Linked DNA regions of Mus musculus: region 1 is linked to region 2. A link is a contact called in public HiCAR-type data. All regions are on one chromosome and are shown on one strand. Each heading gives the region's core, a stretch centred on a gene start, on an enhancer-like site or on the middle of the called end of the contact. The rest is flanking DNA. Distances are from core to core; before and after follow the strand shown. Region 1 has its middle 230 kb from the start of 1700019E08Rik. Region 2 has its middle 61 kb from the start of 1700019E08Rik.

Region 1 (7,385 bases), core at 1,438-3,937, 170 kb before region 2:
TAGATGCAGAAAAATTTCCTATTTCTATCAGAGCACATTTTTCTATATGCAACATTACTTGTATTATCAGGGGCAGGATGGGTGCTTAGGAGAGGAGATAGCAGGTGGGCTAGGCCAGGTAGAAAAAAGGAAGGTGTGACCACCCAGCAAGTGCTGGTAAACTGTGCAGTTTGCTTTTATCACTGTCCAATAAAGAAAGACCTAAAGAAGGAAAGATGGAAAAAGAGAGAGAGAGGAAGGAAGGAAGGAAGGAAGGAAGGAAGGAAGAAAGAAAGACAGAAAGACAGGTAGAAGGAAAGAAAGAAAGAGAGAGAGAGAGAGAGAAAGGAAGGAAGGAAGGAAGGAAGGAAGGAAGGAAGGAAGGAAGGAAGGAAGGAAGGAAGAGGAAGGAAGGCAGGCAGGCAGGCAGGCAGACAGAAAGGAAGAAAGATACCATCATGCATAGGAAGGGCATGGCCATGGTCAGAACTGTGTCCATGTGAAGGCAGCCCAGTTTTAGGGGGAAAGTAAAGTGTCCAAGACATGAGAGCAGTTTGGAGGTTTGGCCAAGGAGTGTGGAGATGGTAATAAGGTCTTGCAGTAGCTGCCTGGGGACAGGCATTGACCTTGAAAAACCCAAAACCCAGCTCAGTTCATAACCACAGGTTTGCCTTGGAGAAGACGGTGATATTTGAAAAGATACGTGAGACGTGAGCCTTTATCATTAGGAACAGACAGAGACATGGTGAGCTGCTGTTCTTGTTTCTCAGTGTGCAGTGATCAAGAAGAAAATAAGTAAACTTCAGAGAAAGAGTAGAACGGAAGCTGAGATGCCTGATGTAGATCTGCAACCCGCAAAGCGCTGGGAAACCACAACAGAAGAGGTTATGGAGTTCTCTTTGAAGGTCTCAAATTCTTGAATCAATATTTTCAAGTCTTGGGTCAATTTATTTGTGAACAGAAATATTGTGAGATAATGTTAAATAAAAGTAAAATATCTCAAAAATTTGTTTTCACGATTTGTGCTGAACAGCAAAATGACTGGGCTATCCTGCCCACTCTTATGCCTCCTTCCTAACAGCATCACTCTGCATCAGCTCACTCTTCCTAAGAGCATTGTCCCATCTGTCGCAGCATTGCTAACACCTCCACCGAGCTGAACCTATATTCTCCACATCCTATCACACAGAAAGGAGGGAAGAGAAAGGGAAGGTGGTGGAATCTGAGCTCATAATCAATCAACAACCTTCCCAAGACTCTACTCATCCTAACTTGTTATGGGGTATGTCAGGACTGCCTGGGTGCTGAGTGGCACTGTGCTGACTACGAGGGATAACATCAAATGAGCACAGAGAAACAGGAAGCATCTTAGAGCTGAAAACGATTCGCTTGGATAGAAATGAGTGTGGGTGGAGAGAGAGCTCCATCTGGGAGCCTCATGATGACAGTGCCACAATGTGTAAGAACCTTAGGAACCACATCCAGAAACTGAATTGAGGCATTCTCATAACCGCAACAGGGAGCCTTGGAAGGAAATTTCAGCAGGGAAATCAGAAATTAGAAGTGTGCTCAGGATTATATTTGGCTAAGATTAGAGGGAGACTAGTTTGGGGCACAGAGCTCTGTTTGCATTCTTCAATAGAGGCCCAGGTAGAGCATGATGGTGAATCATACCAAGAAAGACCAGTTATAAGTGAACCTTGACTAGGACACAGAGTACACTGAAGGGAGCAGAATAGAGAAAAGGGTGACCCCATCACCACCACCTTTCTAGTGCCAGAACACACAGGAACTGTGACTTTAGGAGAAAGAAAAGAATTATATTTTAAAACTGGCTATAAATTGTGCCTTCAATAACCTGCCACTGGTCCTCGTCCAGTACATTATTAATTATTGGAAGATTCTGCATAGAGATTGGATATTTTTATTAAAATTGAAGTGTGCAAAGTACAAAATGCCCTAAATTATCACAATGAGGAAATCTAATTGGCATCAATTAGCATCTTGAATTCCTTTCCGAAAATTGATGATCTTGTTCTTTCAGAAAATAGTTTTCAAATATGCAGACCATTACCATTCTTAAAAAAAAGTTTTCTAAATTATATATGTGCACATATACATATATGTGTGTGTTTATGTAATGTATAGTTTATTAATGCATAGGTAGCGTTCATAGCATTACCAAACTCAAAACAGTATTTTTGTATCAGTTTCAAACTCTCTCCTTCCTATTGAGAAGCCTTTCAGCGGGATGCAAAATGTACTGTACCTTCTTTTACTCCAGACTGCAGGAGTGCAGAAGTATACACAGCTTCCTTCAGAAATGAAATCTTCACTCACAGATGTACTTGTGTACTCCTTATGCCAAGATGAGACAGATGTGGCTCTATTCACTCAGGGACAGGTGCTATGGAGAAAGAGATAAAACATTTGGAGAGAGTGTACGCAACTGCATTGCTGTTGCTAAATAAATAAACTCTCTGCCAGAATTAAAAAAAAAAACTTTGTTTGCTTATTTCTACTTATTCCTTCTTAATGTTTATTTTAAGATTTAGTGGACCTGAGGTCTTTTCAGCTTCACTTATCTACACAGATTGTTACAGAATGTACGTGTATTTACGTGTATTTGAATAGGTTATATGTGAATGAGTAGTACAGAGCCCTATGTGCCATTTTATACCCAATATCATTCACTTAAAGAAACTTCCCTTCCTTCCATACACAGCCCCAATTCGCTCAACTTCTAATAATATCATCTTCACAATCCTTAAAAGAAGCATAAATTGTATAATTGGGAAGCCAGGAAAGTTCCAGCCTTTTGGATAGGGGAGAAAAACAACTGCATATTTTTCTAAGAAGCATTTTGGTGAGCTGCAGACGGAGAACAGTGCCGGGAGAAGAAATCTGCAGCTGCTGGATTAGGGCAAAGAAACAGAAGATGATTTTGATTTTAAAGATTCATATTAAATCTGATTCCAAAAGAAGGATTGGGTGGGCATCAGCAGATGGGAGAGGAAAGGCGAGTGGAAGAGATGATGTTGATTTTAAATGTATTCAATCATACTGAGAAAGAAAGAAGAGAGGAGTCTGCAGCTGGGCTGAGGAAGGAAGGTGGGGAACTATGCTAGAATATTGTCCCAGGAGGACCAGGAAATATGTAAATACATAGAATGATGCTACAGGATGACCGGGTTGTAAATGGAAAAAATGCCTGCCAGTGTAGACATAGAAATAAATAATAATATTGACTATTAGTAGGGTTAGGAAATAGACTCAGATTCATACTCAGATCAGAAAGTCAGTAAACTGTTGGATATGAGTACATTATAATGAAGATTCATTCTGCTTATCTGATTCTGCTATTATATAAACTATTTCATGATCATTCTTTAATAATCAGTCAACCAAAATATACCAGGTATTGACACGCTAATGAATATCGTGCCCTGCTGAATTTGTGATTCTTAAAGTGGTATACAAATTTTCAGAATTTTGGAGCATCATATTAGGTATATAATTTGAGGGTGGGTTGATATATTTGTACAATGAATGTGAAAATTCCTCAATAAATAGTCAATAACCTGAGTCTTATATGTGGAAATTTTAAGTACATATGGAGCCTGCAATACTCTGAGCATAGTTTGGGGGTTTTGTTTTGGTGAGTTTATTTGTTTATTCATTTATTTGGTTTATTTTCTTGTTATTTGTCCTGCAAAATGTAGTTCAATATAATTGAACTTTCTTTTTTTCATATTGTGAGTTAATGCTGAGTTGCATGTGTTAAACTTCCATAGACAATTCCCCTACCAGAGACACATGGTTACTACATAACTTCACTGCTTTCTGCATTTCAATTAGGAAAGCTAATTGCTTTTGTTTCTTCATTTCAAAGTGTAACTTAAAACCTGATATTATAGATTCCAGGTATCTGAGATCCTTTTCAACAACACCTACATTGATTTTTTACACTGCACTTTTAAGTCAACCAGCATATCGGTGAAGTAATTTATAACTAAAATTCAAATTCATGCTGCAATAACCAGACAGTTGTTTGCTTTTTACAGAAAAATGCAAACAAAAATAATTTCCACGGTGCCACATTTATTTTGCTTAGGATTATTTACCATATTGAGATAGTGTTTGTGAAAGACAATTTAATATTTAGATCTAATTCTTACATCTCTAATGATGTGATTTCAGATATAATAGATATTTTGTTGATAACTAGCAATATCTTCTTTTTAGTAAACTAAACTATTTCAGTTTGGAACAATGAAAAAAAAAAGACTAAGCACTCACAATATTCTCCAAATTAAGGAGCATTGCTGGATTATAGGGTAGGGAATGTGGCACAAAATCAGTCTTTAGTTGTTGCTATTTGTTTGTTTGTTTGTTTAGCCAGTCTCCCTTCCTAGGAGGTGCCTTTATCTATGCTTTTCAAAGCTTGACCAATGAATCCAGCGTAACACAAATATATCTCTTAGCCGCAGAATAGTCAAGGCCTTAACTGGTTAAATACAAAGGAGAGATTTCAGTTTGTCTGAATGCCAGAACGCACACAAACAACAATTATCAAAAGCATAAAATTCATCTTTATACCCATCGAGAAGCTCTGAGTAGCAATGGGCGCCCATTGTTCAACGTCACTCCGTGTGCTCCTAGGCAGCTCTCTTAGAAATACAATCTTTATTTTATTTTTTTTTCCTTACAATTTCTGTCAATAACAGTCTTGAAAGTAGGTTGTATTTTTCCCTTTCAGTGAAGCTGGAAGAGGCAAGTGTATATAAAAAATACTGTTACTTCCTTACATTTATATTTTGTACAACCCAGCATTGATTTGCTCCTTATTTAAGCAACATTTTCTTGATAAATTAAAAAAGCAGCAATAGCCATTACTGCAGGCTATATACAGCCTCTAATATCACTTAAGCATATTACAGAATATAATATCTGGTACTTAACGACTAACTTGCATATGAAAGCTCACATAATGTCTCATAAAACCCTTAAAATGGCTTCAGTTTAAGAGTCTCTTTAAAAAAAAAACACCTTCAGGGAATATTGTAAATGAAGTAGCACTCTAGCCCTGGAAAAAAAATTCACACACTTGCAGAAATTTTTAATATAAATTGAACACATTAAAAATTAATTTTGCATGACCATTTCGCATTGCGGTGCCAATGCATAGTTAAGATAAGGCCTTAACTCTTCTTTGTTTAAAGTAACGCGGAAGCTCTTGGCTTTCTCTTTTCTGCTTTCATCTGTACGTAATTATTATTTTCATTAATCAGAAAACGGACCCCCTTTTTTCCTATTCTGACAGTCTCAGCTGGAGTTGAAAGAAACCCTACCTGAGTCACCAGGGTAACTTAACCATAAACTTCTAGGCAACTCATTAAAGGAAGGTGTGAGCTGACAATTAAGGAAGGCGGCTATTCTCCTTCATCCCTTTAAGTCAAGGAGCTCAGAGCAAAGCTTACTCTTCGGAAAAGCAGATATCTTCTGGGAAGACCTGCATAGCTGTACCATCTTCTCTCCCCAGACTGCAAATTTGAATCTGCTCATTTGCTCCAGCTGTGTCGGAGACTGCCCTTCCTTGTCTGTGTGTTTTTAGCTTGATCATTAACAAAGAAACACAATATAGTTTTTTTTTTCTTTTTGTTAACATATTATTTGTTGATGATGATGACAGGGGGGCAAAAATAACAACCAAAGGCATTCTGTTGTATACGTACAGATCTTTTTATTAGTCTCATGGCCATAATTTTACAACAAAATTCCCCAAGTGTGCATCAGTTGCAATAAGACATTGACTGATCTCTTGCTCTGAAGAGAGCTGGTGCTGCGTGGATGTGGCATTCAGTAGCTGTCTATGGTTCTGACCTGAGCAGGCAGTGCATGCCAGTGGGAGCTTGCAGAGAGTCAGTGGGATGGTTCTCAGATTCCATCTCAAGTGATCAATTTTCAAAAGGTGGGGAAGGGTGGACCTAAGCGTGAGCCCCAGACCTGAGATCAAAGGTGCTATGTAAATCTGGCAAATGAAGAGAGACAGAAACTAAGAACACATTTTCACCTCTCAGATTAGAGATTTTACTAGGCAAATCTTAAAGCCTGAAATTGGAGGCAAATATTGGGCTTCTGTCAAAAATTATTGCTGATCATACTTGGAAGAAGACAGAGTTTTGGATATGAGTGTTTTTGTAGCCTCCCTATTCTTCTAAAAGCCCCTTTGAAATATTACAATGCATCCCCAGGTCTCTCTGCTCATAGACTTCATGCATTCACAACATAAGGTTCACAATCATTCAGACGCCAAAGCCTTCGAGAATACATGCCTAGTTGTGCTGACTTCCAAAGAGATATTAGACTCTGGTGATATTATTATATATTGAAAATCATCATTTCAACTATTCAAGCACACTGAAGTTGATATGTCTGGAAGAGTTGAAAATAACCGTCTAACTGTTTCCAGAAGCATACACATCTTCTCCCACGTTCACCTTCCATAATCACAATGTTACCCTCCACATACTGGGAGCCATGGGTGTGTTCTGAAAATTTACAACCTGCTTTTCCATTGAAATGCTTCTGGCTAGACAAATTTTTAGCTATTAGTTTATAGCAAAATCAATTTCTTTCCTTACAACTTTATTTGGATGAGATGTGTGAGTCCAGCTTGGTTTTGTTGTTGTTGTTCTTTGTTCATTTATTTGTCTGGTTTGATTTTCTTTTTCTATATCATGAAAAAGTTGTGATGAGTAAACCCTGGCAAGGTCTAGATACTTTATAATCCTTTGAGGCTTCAGGGTAACCCAGGTACCCCAAATGTGAATGCATGCAACAGCAAGTATCCACAGAGGCACACACCTTAGGAGTCTCGGTAGTTTTGATATGCAAACTTGTGAATAATATCACTGTTTCTCTTACTGTCACTCAGCCTCTCTCTCTGTGTCTCTCTGTCTCTCCGTGTGTGTGTGTGTGTGTGTGTGTGTGTGTGTGTTTCTTTATCTCTGTATTCCTTTCTCTGTCTCTCTCTCTAGGTATCTAGCCCACTCATACATTCAGATGCAGAAATCAATGGGAATCTATTTAAGCTCAAATTTAAAACAATTATACAAAATTATTTCTCAATATCCATTTATTTCAGTGATGACCTGGTACTAAGCTATTCAGCTGATAAAAGCAATGGAAATAAAATAATCCATATGATTAAAAGTACAAGAAAATTTTAATTAAATTATTACTTACTTTATAGTTTAGAATCACAAGGAAGTTAAATCAAATAAATATATCAAACTTGATTGGATGTTAACACACACAAAAAAGTGTTTGCATGATAATTAAGAAATGCACGATTGTCAGCTAAATTTGCTAGGGAGCCTTAATGAGTAATTCCAAAGGCAGTG
Region 2 (7,251 bases), core at 2,892-5,391:
CTATTCCAACAACCTGGCCCTCACAATGTATTTTTCCAGCTAGGACTCTATACTAAAATTCTACCTCCTCGAATTAAACCTTCACCTGGAGACCAAGTCTTCCACACATCTGCGTATGAGGGCCATATCCTCTTTAAACCATTATACTATGCCTACCTAGGAAATCACATCCCTCAGATTGAAATATAAGTAACCATAAGTTTGCCTTAATTAGTAGTTAAAACTCTTATGAATGTACAATAACAAACAAATAATATAAGTGTTATAACTCTAAATAGAAAGTGTATATGTTATAGTATACTCGGTGGGAATAATTTTTTTGAAAATTCTTATGTATAAATTTAAAGGTTATAATTTTTTTCATTTTTTATTGTGTCGCACCCACCTCGTCCAGCAAGGAACACACAACACGGACGGATTCTTCTCAACAGCTTTATTGCAGGAACGCCTCGATGCTACGGGAACTCCGGGCACACAGGGAGGACTCTTTATATACACCCCAGCACAGGGAAAAGCTTTGTGTCCTCCTGGGATTGGTCAGTCTGCCGGCACCTTAATTTGCATGCACCCGCTCAGGAGGGGTTGACACCAGATTCGGGCTAGCGCCTGCGCAGTGGTGTTGTTTGGGTGTACCAGAGACTGGCGCCATCTTTTAGGCGCCGGCTGCCTACATTATTGGTTATTTTATTTATTTACATTTCAAATGTTATCCTCCTTCCCCATTTCCCCTCCACAAGCCCCCTATCCCCTCCTCCCTCTCCCTGCCTCTATAAGGGTGCTGCCCTACCCACTCACTCCTGCCTCAGTGGCCTAGCATTCCCATATCCTGGGTCATCAAGCCTCCACAGGACCATGGAGCTCTGCTCCCAGTGATGCCAGATAAGGCAATCCTCTGTTACATATCCAGCTGGAGCCATGGGTACTCCCCCCCCCACCCCCCACCCCACCCCCGTACTCTTTTGTTGGCAGTTTAGTCCCTGGGAGCTTTGGGGAAGGGGTTCTGGTTGGTTGATACTGTTTTTCTTCCTATGAGATTATAATTTTATAAATATCATGCCTTGTGTCTCTACAGATAAAATTAGTCTATTAGTTTGAGAAGTATAGAGATTTGAGAAATGCAAATACAACTACTTACATCTATTCTCAAACCTACTTGAACATGAAAATTACCTGAAGAGGTTTGAAAATCATCTAAACAAATCACTACCCTTAGATATTCTATTTTTATTATTGGAAGGCAAGGAGATATTTGGCCAAAAGCAACTTCAAAGAATCCCAAAAGATGCTATTGGGTAACCATGTTCATCAGTGATATGAAGAATTAAGGATTTACAGAAATTACTACTGGTATGAGGATGTAGTTAAAACAAGACATATGTAATTTGCCTTTACTAGTCTATATTTCTTTAACATCTAAAGAAATTATAAAAATAGGCCAATATTAGGAGTTGGTTGAAGTTTATCAAAACCTTCAACATTGAGAAAGATTACGTGAAGACTTGTTTTTATGCCTTGGCAGCTCTGGGGTTGGAACTTGTACTAATGTCATATCAGAATTATAACACACTGAAAGATTCCAATACCACAAGTAGTTTGAAAATAATTTACAGTCTATGTGTGATGATAAAACATCTGTTTTGATGTTGTACTAGATGTAGACTGACCTAGGAGACACACGTCTACCTGTGAGGCATGTTACAAAAGAAGGTTCATTCAGCAAGGAAGACACCCTTAAAATGGGTAGCACCCTGCACTGTACTGAGGAGGTCTTGGGTTAAACACATAAAATTAAAAAAAAAAAAAAAAAAAAAAAAAGGAAAGAAGACAGGAAAAAGAGGGTATGTGCCTCTGCTTTCTAAGAGTATGCACAATGTGACCAGTACCCTCATAGTCCTTCCGTAGTACTTCCAGAGTCCATCCCTTCTCAGTTACCATGCTGATACAGGTATAGAACCCAACACTGTAATCAATAACCCTTCCTCTCTGAGGTTGCCTTTCTTAACTATTTTGTCAGAGTATAAAGAAAAGTTGCTAGTACACTGTACTTGAAATAGACTATTACAGAAACCTGTTCTGGTGAGAGAGAAAAGAAACAAGATACTTATGGTATAATTTAACTCCCTAGAGGATGTGTAAAGGGACATTTGGAAGCATCCCAGTCTACAAAATCTATCTTCAGAGAAGAAAAGAATTTTAACTAGTGATAGTTCTGAACTATGGAATAGATTGTCTTTGAATAGTTTGAAATAAAAGCCTCTTTTAGCATATCGGATATTTTAGCAACCTCTCTACTCAATGGTGCTATTTAATATTCTCCATGTAGCTTTTAGAGAGCTTAAAGTTTCTGAGTTTTGAAGGTAACTATTCACAAAATGTTTGTTTCTTCAAAGACCTATTGGGTTTTTTGTCTTTGTTTAATGTTTCATTTCTCTACCTGTAAAACCATAAGCGATTTATTTATCTGGGTTCCCTTCTAGGCTGTTTAATCAATTGCCTAGCCACTTTTAGATCTCAGTACTTCCCTTGGTTCATCCAACGTTTGGACTCTCTAGACTTTCTAATTACAAAGTTTCCTCTATCTCTTCCAAAAGTTCCCAATTTTCCCTATACCCCTCTGATGCTAATCTTCATTTCTATGGATACTGAGTACACTCTGCCGGGGCCTTGGAGTGGATTATTTCTATTCCTCATAGCTAACTTTAAGACATAGACACATAAATTTCTTACTACAAATTTCTAAAGATAAGTCTTAATGGCATTTACAACTGGACCTTAGAATATACTTCACACTGCTGATATGTGTCACCAACTCTGGTAAACAGGTCCAAGTGGGTGGGGCCCACAGGGCTGAGTACATCCTTCAAAGATTCTCTGTGAGTAGAACCCCTCGAAGAGGCGGCACTGTTATTGCTCTTATTCTACCAGAGCACTACTATTAATACAGCCTCAGGGCCCATCAGCCTTTTTGGCAGCCGCATTACTGTTGGCTCCTACTGAGATTATTGTCAACTAAATGCCTAAGCTTCTTTCACACATGCTGTTGCTAAGTCATTTTACCACAACCCCACCCCCATCCCTATCCTTGTGCATTTTGTTTCTGGATCCAGGTGTGGGACTACACCATCATTCTGATCGCATGCAATTATCGTAGAGTCAGCCTGTTAGTTCTGTCTTTTTGCATTTTTTCCAACCTGTTCCTGCATCTGCTTGTGGGGTAAACGGGAAGTACAGGAATTCTGTCGCTTGGTAATTTCTTTCTTCCTCACACCTCGAAGTTGGTGTTCCCAAATCTACCCATGTCATTGTCAGTTCACATATAAGTTATTGACAAATCTCTTAACCAAGCACAATTTGCAGCAGCCCACAGAAGGAGGAAGAAGGAATGTGCTTCAAGGAAAACAGAGCGGCTGGGCTGTGCCCCTCAGTATCCAGTATGAGGAAATCCTAACAATATGTGAGTTTTGTTGGGCTCCAGCTGAGGATTCAGATAATTGCAAAGAATTTAAGAGTCGGTGCTCAGGTAGGCAAAAAATTTTCAATAGTTTAAAGCAATGAAACTGTTTCTAGACTGCTCACTCAAACTAAAGTGTCCACACACGTTAAATCCCAAGGAAAATAAAGAGCTCAGAAAAGATGGGAGAACAAGACAGGATAAACACTGTAAAGATTTTGTCACCAAAAAAATGTCACTACCTGCTTAAAATTGTGTAAATATTATGACTGGATGCATCGCAAAGTTTTCATATGAGGTCAGAGATGGAAAACATATTTGAAGAGAAACCAAACTTCTGCTTTCTTTATCCGTTGACCATATTTTCTCCTTTTTCTCAAGCCTTAGACAAATACTGAGTGACCTAAAAAATGTTAAAGAAAACGAGAATGTTCCATGCCAGATAGTTTTTATCTTCTTCCTCTAACAGCATCCAAGAAACTAAAAAGGGAAAAGTGGAGAGAGGAGGGAGATAATCAGAGTTGATTGTGAATCTGGGAAAAGTCTCAACTATGTATTGAGATTCTCAAAATGAAAGAGGAAAGATCACAAGAGAGGAAATGAATAGCCATTTTGCCCATTGCCAGTGCTAGGCTAGGCTCCCCGTTCTTCCAGCTGTGGTGGAGGCTTCAGTTTCATCCTTCAGATCTGAGTTAGATGCAAGCATCTCAGCTGCTGCTCTTTCTGGTGTCTGCCTCTCTTTAGAATATCCTAAAGATAGCATTCTAAGAAAATTCATGGGCAGGCTGAGGAAATTTCTTCAGGGAGGGATGAAACCACCCTCTCTCTGGTAGCAAAGGCTTTTCCACCTGCAAAGTATAAACTATGAAAAATAGAAAAGATTTTTAAGGGAAGAATCAGCAGCCAAAATTCATGGCTTGGCTCTACACAGGAGAGATTCTCTTTCCCTCTGGAGGAGTCTTAGCACAGGGACCCATTGCTGCCTCCTTAAAGGTTTTTGTTTGTTTGTTTGTTTGGTTGGTTGGTTGTTTTTTTTTTCCTAGTGCAGTGATTTGCTGAATTTGTTTAGTATTTATAGATGAGCCCCCATCTGAGCCAAGAAACACAAAATCTGGTTCACACAGATGTAAGCTGCCATCAGTGTGCAGATGTTTCCTGGTAAGGACTTGTTTGTTCTGTACCTAATACTGTTCTGCTATCCTTTCTCGGGCATTTCAAGAGTGAGCTGAGCTACGCAGCCTTTGCCATTATGGTAGAACTGGTGTATCTGAGTGTAGATCTGCAACATTTCCCTGAACCCCAAGGCTTCTCAGTGAGCTAATATAGCAGCCGGCCTCAGTTTGCATTTTGATAAATTCTCCAATGTTGTTGAATCTCTTGTTCCACAGGCCTCTTCTAAATACCAAGGCACTTATCTGACCACTCTAAGGACTGGGGAATTAAACCATTCTATAAACTGGAGAGACACACGTGGGAGGTAGGTTCTCAGCATACTGTGGCACCCACCTGCTCCAAGAACAGGCATTTTCTATTCTTACAATCAGCACTTCCAAGCAAAGATAGAATAAGATAGGACCGAGGAGAGCTTGTACAAGCTGCATAGAGAATAGAACTTATGTAAAATTTGTGGATTAAATAAAAAGTTTTGCTTTCTTTAAAGTTCTCCAGAGGAAAGTCAGAGGTACTATAATCTCCCTTGCTAACTCCTTCCATATCTAAAAGCATTATTCAGAACATTCCTGCTAGGAATATAAGCCCATTTTCAATTGCTAATGAGGCATTCTATATTATACTACTAAGGAGCTGATGTTGGAAAATAAATGTGTCTATGAAGTAACCACATGAAAAAAAAATAAAATTGAAATAAAAATAATTAAATGCAGCCAACTGCTTTAAGCGACCATTTCATCACATGGTTAGAAAAGTATTCAAAAAGCTATCCAAAACCCGTTCCCCTCTGTTACTTCTTGCCTATTGCTCTACCACAATGAGCCCTATCAGTTCTGTTGTCTCCATGCATTTCCTTGTTCTGTGGCCAATCCTGAGCTTTGTCAATGGCTAAACTATGTCTTCTTTGGTGCTTATCTGGCTTTATAAATTTATAAACACAGAACAAAGTTTGCACTTGGCCCCAAAGGAAGGTAAACGAGTCAACTGTCTAACTGAAGACTTGGTATCAGAAAAGAGAACACATTCACTTCACAAAGCCATTGAGTAAACTAGGGGAAAGTGTTACACTGCTGCTGGAGAACTCAGAGATCAGCATTTCCTTCAGTCTTGGACATAGTTCATGACTGTCTATTAACACACATCCACTCTTATGAACAGGGAGAATTGGAGGAAACAAACTGGAATGCATGCAGCTTTCTGTTTATGAAAAGGCAGGGTGGTTATTCCAGGTTATCAATATACCAAAGAACTCATGGACTTATGAGTTAGAAAAGCCAATGAATGATTCATTACATCTTGACTGGTGTTATTTTATCTGCTCGTTTTATTCTATTTTGATCACACTTATTCTATTTTGATACAGGTCACACTTAGATTTTATATGTAAACCTGGGTAATTACAAAGCATTGCCCTGTACTCTCCCCCTCCCCCAAATTTTGCTAACATGATTAAGAACAAAATTTGTGTCCTGAAATAGTGACCCTCATAGGGAATCTCTTGCTATGATAATAATAAAGAAAATCCAGCTGGGGATGAGGACAAGCCAAAGAACATTTGGTTTTATACATGAGGCCCTGGGTTGGTTTCTCAGTACTGCAAAATATAAAATAAAATAAAATTGGGGAAGAAAATGTGGGTGGATTTCATACTTCATTGTATTTATGTATAAAATTCTCAAGAATGAAAGTTTATTTTTAAATTATTAAAATGAAAGGCTTTAGGGAAAATGCATGCATATATACATTTTTATTGTTTAAAAAGTAACGGATACAAATCTTTATCCACTCAAATCACCACCACATTCTAGGCATCTTCTAGTAGTTACTAGAAACTAAGCTCTCAGATTGTAGAGAAGGTTCACTAGACAAAAATGCTTGCTGTATGAAAGTCTGAGCTGAGTTCAGATCCGCAGAACCCATATAAAGCTTCACCTGTGTCTAGAATGGGAGGTAGACACATGGGAGAATCAGTGGAAGCTCATGGACCATCTATCTTTGAGCTGCCAAGTAGCCAATAAAAAAGATGCTGTCTCAAACAAGGAGGAAAGCAAGGATCACAGCCAAGTTTGTCCTCGGACCTCCATATGCATTTGGTAGCCTGTGTGTATTCACACTTACATTTAAATGCACAAACACAAACATGTTTGCACATACAATAGATTAGAATTCAAATTCAATTAATTGTTATTATTCTGTATATATCTTATTATATGGGCTAGATTTCTAGGAAATAAATGACAATAGTAAGAATTTGGGGAGTAGAAATGGAATGAAAATATCCTAAGCTGTTTCTCAAACCATTCCTAAATTTTAAAGGCACATTTCTGCAGCCTTATTTAGCACACTATACATACATATGCGCAGACACACACATAGACATAGAAATGAAGCAAAGCGCCACACAACCTAACTGTACTGTATGCAATTCTGGTGCCTTCTGATACTTCCTATTCTTTTCTGCTTTGGTACTGACAACGTATAATGCTAAGTTCTGCAATCATGGAATTTTACAAAAAGTCTTCATCATTTGTGCTGAAGCAAGAGATCTGGATGTTTTAAAGAAGTCCTATAGCAGTGATCAAATATTCCCCTTGTATGTTTATCACCGAATGGTTTCTCTGTACCACCTT

Evidence for each region. HiCAR-type assays count read pairs that join an accessible place to other places.
Region 1: a HiCAR-type map of PVALB interneurons shows a contact between it and region 2, with 2.8 times the contacts expected there. The contact joins two enhancer-like sites. A contact is called at or near these places in 2 of 484 Hi-C or Micro-C datasets (cerebral cortex and embryonic fibroblasts) and 2 of 115 datasets of contacts at active chromatin or transcription factors (PVALB interneurons and neural progenitor cells).

Annotation. Positions count from the first base shown.
Region 1 is chr2:45,920,008-45,927,392 of GRCm38.p6, reverse strand. No RefSeq gene overlaps it. Among named protein-coding and RNA genes, the nearest start is that of 1700019E08Rik, 230 kb to the right of the region's middle. Within about 2 kb of position 2,687, at least 3 of the 459 cell types and tissues checked have an H3K27ac peak or open chromatin away from gene starts, as enhancers often do. A contact at or near this core is called in PVALB interneurons, where this site is marked.
Region 2 is chr2:45,754,266-45,761,516 of GRCm38.p6, reverse strand. No RefSeq gene overlaps it. Among named protein-coding and RNA genes, the nearest start is that of 1700019E08Rik, 61 kb to the right of the region's middle. Within about 2 kb of position 4,141, at least 10 of the 459 cell types and tissues checked have an H3K27ac peak or open chromatin away from gene starts, as enhancers often do. A contact at or near this core is called in PVALB interneurons, where this site is marked.